Linked DNA regions of Mus musculus: region 1 is linked to region 2. Evidence: chromatin contacts called from public HiChIP or PLAC-seq data. All regions are on one chromosome and are shown on one strand. The core of a region is the stretch at or near the end of the contact, and the rest is flanking DNA. Distances in the headings are between cores, read along the strand shown. Region 1 holds the start of Slc25a22 (solute carrier family 25 (mitochondrial carrier, glutamate), member 22). Region 2 has its middle 12 kb from the start of B4galnt4.

What was found. HiChIP or PLAC-seq counts read pairs in DNA pulled down with a chosen protein or histone mark.
Region 1: a contact with region 2 is called in a FOXA1 HiChIP or PLAC-seq map of pancreatic cancer cells. The contact joins the promoter of Slc25a22 here to the enhancer-like site in region 2. A contact is called at or near these places in 2 of 39 promoter capture datasets (liver and pre-B cells), 1 of 115 datasets of contacts at active chromatin or transcription factors (pancreatic cancer cells) and 2 of 9 other capture datasets (adipose tissue and liver).

What each region holds. Positions count from the first base shown.
Region 1 is chr7:141,435,889-141,440,132 of GRCm38.p6, reverse strand. Slc25a22 (solute carrier family 25 (mitochondrial carrier, glutamate), member 22) reads left to right here and starts at 2,259. Exons shown (of 10, transcript NM_026646.3): 1 at 2,259-2,564. It overlaps Pidd1 (p53 induced death domain protein 1), which reads left to right. Exons shown (of 16, transcript NM_022654.2): 11 at 1-130; 12 at 218-341; 13 at 444-562; 14 at 642-755; 15 at 856-1,055; 16 at 1,286-2,020. The coding sequence ends at 1,544.
Region 2 is chr7:141,046,582-141,050,703 of GRCm38.p6, reverse strand. No RefSeq gene overlaps it. Among named protein-coding and RNA genes, the nearest start is that of B4galnt4, 12 kb to the left of the region's middle. Within about 2 kb of position 2,298, at least 297 of the 459 cell types and tissues checked have an H3K27ac peak or open chromatin away from gene starts, as enhancers often do. A contact at or near this core is called in adipose tissue, liver, pancreatic cancer cells and 1 more, where this site is marked.

The DNA of each region.
Region 1 (4,244 bases), core at 1,010-3,509, 390 kb before region 2:
CAAAACCTGTGTGGGGGGCCTGGCCCGGAAGGCCTGGGAACGGCTGCGACTGCACCGTGTGAATCTCATTGCACTGCAGAGGCGCCGAGACCCTGAGCAGGTTCTGCTGCAGTGCCTGCCACGGAACAAGGTGGGGCAGCAGGAAGACAGAGGGGTGACCTGAAGGCCAGGCTGGGTACAAAGCTTTGGCCTCTGATCCCTGGTGGGTGCCCCACAGGTAGATGCCACCCTGAGTCGGCTGCTGGTTCGCTACCGTGGCCCTGAACCCTCTGAGACTGTGGAGATGTTTGAGGGTGAGAAGTTCTTTGCAGCCTTTGAGCGGGGCATTGATGTAGATGCAGGTAGGTCTCTTTTCCAGGGTGCCCTGGGGAGTGACACTTTGGCCCCTCCTACTGATTTGCTTCTCCCCCCTGCCTCCCCCAACCCCCCGCCCCCCCCACCAGACCGTCCAGACTGTGTGGATGGCAGAATCTGCTTTGTCTTCTATTCACACCTGAAGAACGTAAAGGAGGTATACATCACCACAGCCTTGGACCGGGAAGCTCAGGATGTTCGAGGACAGGTGGGCTCATGTGTCAGGATCCTGGACTGAGGTGCCTGGATCCGAGGTCAGCTCTGAACCCCGCATGCTCCTTCCTCAGGTGTCCTTTTATCGGGGTTCACTTCCTGTGGAGGTACCTGCAGAGGCAGAGGCTGCCCGGCAGAGGAAGGGTACAGATGCACTGTGGATGGCCACCTTGCCCATCAAGCTACCGGTGAGGCTGCAGAGGCTTCAGCTGACAAGAGGAGACAGTCCCAGGGTGACCAAAGATAAGAGAATGGGTCCAAGCTTTCTGTATCCTTGCCTCCTGACAGAGACTCCGGGGTGCCCAGGGGAGTGGGCAGGGGACTGACTTCTCCTTGATGCCTCTGAACCTGGGTGATGCAGAAACTGGATTCCTGACTCAGAGCAACCTGCTGAGTGTGGCCTCACGCCTAGGTCCTGACTGGCCAGCTGTGGCCCTGCACCTAGGCATGCCCTACCATAAGCTACAGCGTATCCGGCATGAATTCAGGTGAGCTTCAGGAGTTCTAGTGATCCTGCTGACTCCCAGCTTCAGGTTCAAGGCTGACATCTCCCCCACCCTCCACCCCTGCACATTAGCTGAAAGATTTCAAGGAGGTGGGGATAGAGCAAATACCAGCCTGGAAAAGGAGGGTCTGGTCACTAGCCCAAGGAACTTTTGAGGTATGTTGAGCCTCTGTGTGTGTTCCTGGGCAAACGTCTTCATCACCACCCCTCCAGGGATGACCTGGATGGCCAGGTCCGACACATGCTCTTCTCTTGGGCTGAGCGCCAGACTGGACAGCCTGGAGCTGTGGGACACCTGGTACAGGCCTTGGAACAGAGTGATCGGCGGGATGTGGCTGAAGAGGTGCGTGCCATCTTGGAGCTTGGCCGCCACAAGTACCAGGACAGCATTCGACGCACAGGGCTGGCCCCTGAGGATTCTACTCTGCCTGGCACCTCGGCTTCACAGACTCCAGAGTCTGCACAGGCCTAGGCTTACAGACTTAATTAAGATAGCTTTAAACTTGACTCGACCAGTGGGCAGAGCCCTATCCTTCTACCTCACCCGTGTGCTCCAGTGCCCCAGCATACAAAAACCCACTCACTGTCTAGCCCAAGCTAGCCTCCAACTCACAGTGAGTACATCTCAGAGATTGTTTTACATAAAGGATAGAGAGCAGGTTGCCCATACTTGCTACCATGCCAGGCCCTTCTGCTAAGATGGGAGCAGAGAAGGCCTGGAGGGAGAGATGGCTCAGTAGTTAACAACACTAGCTGCTCCTTCAGGGAACCTAGTTTGTTTCCTCTACCTACCTGATGGCTCATGACAATCTGTAACTCCAGTTCTGAAGGGTCAGCCCCTTCCTCTGGCCCCCACAGACACCAGGCACACATGTGTGCAGACAAGTATGCAGGCAAAACATCCATACAAATAAAATAAAAGCTATTTATTGTGTGTGTGAGACAGAATACCTTTGCAGAGATCATTCTCCCCCGTCTATGTGAATGAACTCGGGGTCACTCGGCTTGGTTGCAAACACCTTTGCTCAGTGAGCCATCTCTAGGCACTGATGAGTAATATTCCCCAGGGGTGGGGAGGAACTATTCTACATAGTAACCCTGCAGCAGGTAAGGATACAAAGTCATCTGTGACAGAATGCTGCATAAGCCCTGCCCACCAGAGTCTTATGGGCGGTGTCTAAGGAGCATCTCTCCTAAAGCTCCGGGACCAAACCTTCCCCAGACCGTCCCATCCCCATGCTTCCCTCCTACCTATTCTCAGTCTTTCAGGGCTTTGAGATAGGAACAAGGAGGGCCTAGGGATACGCCAGAAAGCCCACTCCCTCAAGGGTGGCCTGAGGCTGTGGTAGTGGCCACGCCGGCCGGGAGGGGGAGCCGAAGGCAGCAAAAACTTAGGGCGGAGCGGGCGCGCCTCCGAGAGACGCGCCTCCCCGCCTAGGTGCAGGCCCCGCGCGCGGCACAGCGGGGAAGCGATCCCGGCGGCTGCAGTGTGGTGAGTGCTAGCCGGTCATTTCCCGTGGCGCCCACTCAAATCTGGCTGGGTTGCAGGGAGGAAAAAGGGTGGCATTGGTGGCTGGGAGAGGTGACATCTGCTCAGACACTGCGGCTTTGGCGGAGCCTGAACCTAATGGGTACATCGACCGGCTGTCTCCGGGTGTGGAAGGCCGTGCTCGGTCCCGGCTCTGCCGGGCGCGCTCCCCGCGCACACGTGTCCCAGCAGTGTGGACGCTCCAGAGCCGAGGCTGGAGTTATTTCTGCCAGGGGTGGGGGGTGCTGCACACGTGAGAGCCCACTGGACTTGCGTGGGCACGTATATGGTCAGAGTCCGCGTTGTCTGTCTGGAGATAACGAGGCCAGCTGAGCCCGGACCTTGGGGTAAAGGGCATGATCTGGCCTGGAACAGAGGATGTGCCCCATACTGCTTTTCCTTTGTAGGACAGCTGGAGTACCTTTCTGTGGGAAACCTCTTTGTGGTCCTCCTAGCTAGCAAGACAAAGCTAACCTCCCTAAGAGGAAGGGGCAAGGGAGACTGGATTGGGGGAAGGGCACTCAAGTGGTGAGGCTCAACCCCAGTCCAGTCTCTCTCTCTCCCTTCTCTTCCCCCCCCCCCCTTCTTTCTTCCAGACAGGGTCTCTCTATGTGGAGCTAGTTGTTCTGGAATTCTCTATAGACCAAGTTGTCTTTGAACTCACAGACAGCCACCTGCCTCTGCCTCAGAGGGCTGGGATTAAAGGAGGGAGCCTCCAGTGTCACCAGCATTTCTTTTAGGTAGGAAACAGGCAGCTTTATTCATGAAAATTGAGGAAGAAACTGTATGGAGCTGTTAGCCTCTGTATGCTAACGGGGCTTTTCTCAGTTGGCCTGTGGCCTGACAGGGGAAGAAGGCAGAAAGCTCTGGATCCTCAGTGGCCTGACTGGACAATCAGGTTTCTATGGTAACATAGACAGCATCGAGGGAGCCCTGACATGTGTCTCAAACTGATGAGAATTAAAGAACACACACACAACACACACAAGCCAGGAGTGGTGGTGGCACATGCCTTTAATCCCAGCACTCAAGAGGCAGAGGCAGGCAGATCTCTGACTTTGAGGTCTACATGTTCTACACAGTGAGTTCAACCAGAGCAATCTTGTCTCAAAAAATCCTATATCAAAACCAAACTCTTTGGGTGGGGGAGGCGGGAAACAGACCAGACGGTTCCCTTTGTGTGGTGCTCCAGGCAGCAGAACCCCTTTGCTCTCAGCTCAGCAACTGTTCTCTCTGGTGTCCCGCCTGTTTTGTTTAGTTCAGGGTACAGGGCTGACTAAGCCCTGGGGATCTCAGTGCCTACCTGGCTCTTCCCCATGGACTTCAGACTGTCTGTCTGACTTCCAGGATACACACAATACCCAAGTCCCCAGGTCGCAGATATGTAGGAGATAGCATCTCAGGGACAGCAGACTGAAGGTAGAGGCATAAGGAAGGATGGGGCTTCTCCTAAAGATGGAGTAGCGGAGAGCTGCTGTATCTAGTTTACACTTGGAGCATGGCGTGGAGAGCAAGAAGTCAGACTACAGTTCAAAGGTCAGGCCTGCGCCACACACAAGGGCTAGGAGGGACAGGCACTCTTCCATTGAGACCCCTCGTATGCAGAGGTCAGAGGGCACCTGGAGTACCGCCTCCATGCTCTCT
Region 2 (4,122 bases), core at 1,049-3,548:
TGGACCCTTCCCCATCAATCACTAATTGAGAAAATGCCTTACAACTGGATCTTACAGAGGGATTTTTCTCAACTGAGCCTCCTTTTTCTCTGATAGACTTGTGTCAAGTCGACACTGATAACCAGCCAGTACAGCCAGCCTAGTCTACATGGTAAGAACTTGTCTCAAAAAAAAAAAAAAGGATGGTTGTGGTGTCTCACACCTTTAATCCCAGCCTTTAGGAGGCAGAGGCAGGCAGATCTCTTGAATTTCAGGCCAGACTGGTCTACAGAGTGAGTCCAGGACAGCCAATGGTTCTGTTACATACAGAAATCCTGTCTTGAAAAATAAAACAAAACAAGACAATAATTAAAAAAAAAAATGGAATCAAGGGCTGGAGAGATGGCTCAGCGGTTAAGAGCACTGACTGCACTTCCAAAGGACCTGGGTTCAATTCCCAGCAACCACATGGTGGCTCACAACCATCTGTAATGGGATCTGACGCCCTCTTCTGGTGTCTGAAGAGAGTGTACTCATATAGATTAAATAAATAAATCTGTTTTCAAGAACAATGGAATCAAGGCAAAGGGTAGTCCACACTTGTAACCCCAGCATAGCCAGCCCCCCAACCACATAGACCACCCCCCAACAGTAACGATTTTACGAACAGTATTATATGTATAGAAATCCCAAACACATAATACGCAGTATGAAGCCAGTTTTGCTTTCCTGTGATGTATTTGTTGCTGTAATATTCATGCATTACTCTGTGTGTGGTGTATGCATATGGTACATGTATGTGCATGTGATGTGTATGTGTGTGCATGTGGTATGTATGAGTGCATGCATTCTCAGACATAGAGCCAAGGGAAGACATCAAGTGTCTTTCTCTGTCATTTTTGTCTTTTTCTCCTGATCTCTTTGTGAACCTGGAGGCTGCTGGGGTTTGTTTGGTTTTGTTTGTTTGTTTGTTTGTTAGTCTGACTAGCCATGGAGCCCCAGCCATCCTTCAGTTTTTGCCTCCCACCCCCTCAGAGCTCAGGTTACAGGCCTGGCTTTTAGGGCTTCATGCTTGTGCAGCCAATGCCCTGACTGACACCCGTGCTGACTCCCAAGCTGATGCACTATTTTTAACCGAAGTCCATGGGTCTATTCATATTCCCCAGTTTCTTCATATTTCCCCATGTTCTCCTCTGCCCCAGATATCTGTCTAGGCTCTTCCATAACTCTGAGTCACCACAACTCCTCAGGCAATGACAACCTGTCTCTGATGACTCAGGTGGTTAAAAGCATGGCAGGTCAGTCTGTACTAGGGCTTTCCTCCACCCAGGGCTGCCCATAATTTTCCTCAGGGTGGGACTGAGACAGGGGGCTTGGGCAATGTCCCCAGGTCACCTTTGGAGTCCTCACTGTCAATCTGTTCTGCTCCGTGGCTCAGGACTGCTGATGTTGATACTGCACTGTGTTTGTTGTGCCTCTTCAGGATGGTCACCTCTGCTTAGCTCTGGGAAAGGAACAGGAAGAGTGGAGGTTTAAAGCCTCAGCTGGAACCTGCGCTGCTTCGGTGTAGGATTCTTTGTGAGAGCCTCATTGCCATCCATTGATTTAGTCACACGGGCTGGACTCTGGGATACTAATTTCATACTTTTGGCTATTCCAACACACACCCTTTGCTTATCTTTGTTGTTGCAATTGTTCAGCTTTGACCACAAGAGGGCTCTTTTGTCTGGGTTCTGTATTGCTTTGACATAATGTGTATGAGCGTTGTTTTTCTGAGTTCTTGATTTAGGCATTTTGGCTCATCTTTGGGCCTTTTCTGGCCTAGAACCTGCCACTGGCCCCATTTCTCTGTTTTGTACCTAACTAGTGGGTCTCTTTTTCTGGAGATGAGTAGGTTTGCGGGGGTGGGGTGGGGATGGGGTGCCCAAACTGCCTGTGGCTACATCCTCTCCATCCCTAAGCTCCTTACACTCTGCTCCGGACCCTAGGGCCAGCAGGACCCTGACTTCTCTTCCTCCATGTTGCATTTCTACCTATCTTTCAATTACTGTTCCTGGCTTTTGGCTTCAGTATAACCAGGAATGCCTGACATTTGGAAGAGAAGTAAAATGGACATTTGGATGAAACTCGGGGGCCTGGAGTCCTGTGGAACTGAAAGGGACAGCTACTGGGGCAGCCCCTCCTTGAAATTGAGTAATTTCACCTGCCCCTCCCCTCCACCCCCGCCGACTGTTCCCGCCGCTGGGCTACGCCCCTCTGCCCATGAATTCCGTGTTGTTAGAATGGCCACCAGGTGGCGCCGTAGACTGCTATTTGGACCCTGAAGTGCTCAGGTCCTCGCCCCGGGACAGGATCTACGCTTAGGAAGCCAGAATGCTCTGAAGAGGTGTTGGGAATGGGTGGCACATTTTCTGATGTGCTTGGCGCCTGGTGAACAATATCGGGAGGCTATGTCTATAGTATCCTCGAGTGCAGAAGTTCCTAGTCTCCAGGCAGCAGGAAGGGACAGGGTCCGTGGGGCGGGAGGGCAGGGGGATGGGAGAACGTGGCATTCTGAAAATTGCGCTGTAGGTCAAAGAAGGGGTGCGTGGGAATGTGTGGGGAACACACGGAGGCAAGGAAGGGGCACACAGGGAGCAAACCCGTTTGGATAAGGGCGGGGTGGGTGAAAGCTGGAGTTGGAGAGCTGTAGTGCACCCGGGTATGCAGGGACGTGGGAGGACAGAAGACTGGCTGCTTCCCAGCTTCCTGCCTCCTCTCTTCCGAGAAGTGACAGTGCCTACAGGGTGGAGCTAGTTGGGAAGGGGACCAAGCCAATGGGGGTTGAGGGAAGGAGATCTTAGAGAATGGGGGTAGGTAACCAAGCGATGACGGCGGGGGGGGGGGGGGGGGGGGGCAGGGGCGGGGAAATCCCTGAAGATGGGGAGGAGCAGAAAGAGGCCTGGGACTGTGGGGAGTACAGCATAGAAGCTGGGAAGAGGTCGAGAGAGATCCAGGGCTAGGTCTAGGGGTGAAGGCTTCTGGAGCGCTAACTCTACAGAGAAAGAAAGAAGGGCCCAGAGTACAGGAGGCAGCGCCACCCTTTTTCTCCCAGGAAGAATGTCCACTCTGTTTGTCCGGACCCAACTTCTGCCCTTGGCCTAAGAGACTCTGCCTGCCCTTTGAAGGACTGTGACATGTAGTTAGGTGCTCACTCCTCTTGGGGTTGGGGGGAGCCACATCTTTTGGCTCTCACTCAAAGATTCTTGTCTTCTGACACCTTCCAAGGACCTGGCAAACTCCCTGTTAACTTGGAGTCGGGTGGGGTCCATATATCAGACCGGAAGCCCTTGCAGTTGGAGATGTGGTGGCTCCCACAGGGGGGCTGGGATGGGAGTTGTTTCAGACTTAGGCCTCTCCAGGGCTGTAACTTCAGAAAGGACTCTCTGGCCTCTTTCCTTGCAGGCAGGAAACCACAGTGTCTCTTGGGAACCATATCCTTCGCACACTGAAGCAGAAAACTGTTGTGGCCACAAAACTAACTAAAGCTAGTTAGCGTTAGCACACTCTTTGCAGCAGCCTTTATCTTCCACTAACAAGTCACCCCCTATCTCTTGGTGCCAGCCTTAGAGCTTACCACCACTATTCACAATCGAGAGTCTATGTCTTTTGCTTTCACAGACTTGTGGTTCTTTGTCTCAATGGCTTGCCTACCATGCACCAGGCCCTTGGTATGATCGTCATGACAGCACAAAGAGGGTGTGGCAATAGACACATTGAATTCCAGCATTTGGGGATTTCTGCCCCACTCCCTCCCATTTAGCTCCGGAGTAAACAGCTCAGAGGTATCAGAATTTATTGACAAGCTGCAAGCCTAAGCTACGCAGGTTCTGGAATTATTATAACCCTGCTAGGCTATTAACAACCAGATAAGTGACCCATTATTTGCCAACTGAATCTTGCTCTGTTCTTCGTGTGTCCTCAGTGGGAGCTTCTCTTGGCCACAGGCTCATGGTCCATCCTCCCTCGAGGTGTCGTAGTGACATTCTTCTTCCACATCCTCTGTCCTTCCTCTCGTGGTCCCTACCCTGAGACCCTCCTTACTCGATCTCCAGTCCGACCTTCCTCTCTCTCCTGCCCAGTCACAGGCTCTAGCCTTTTATT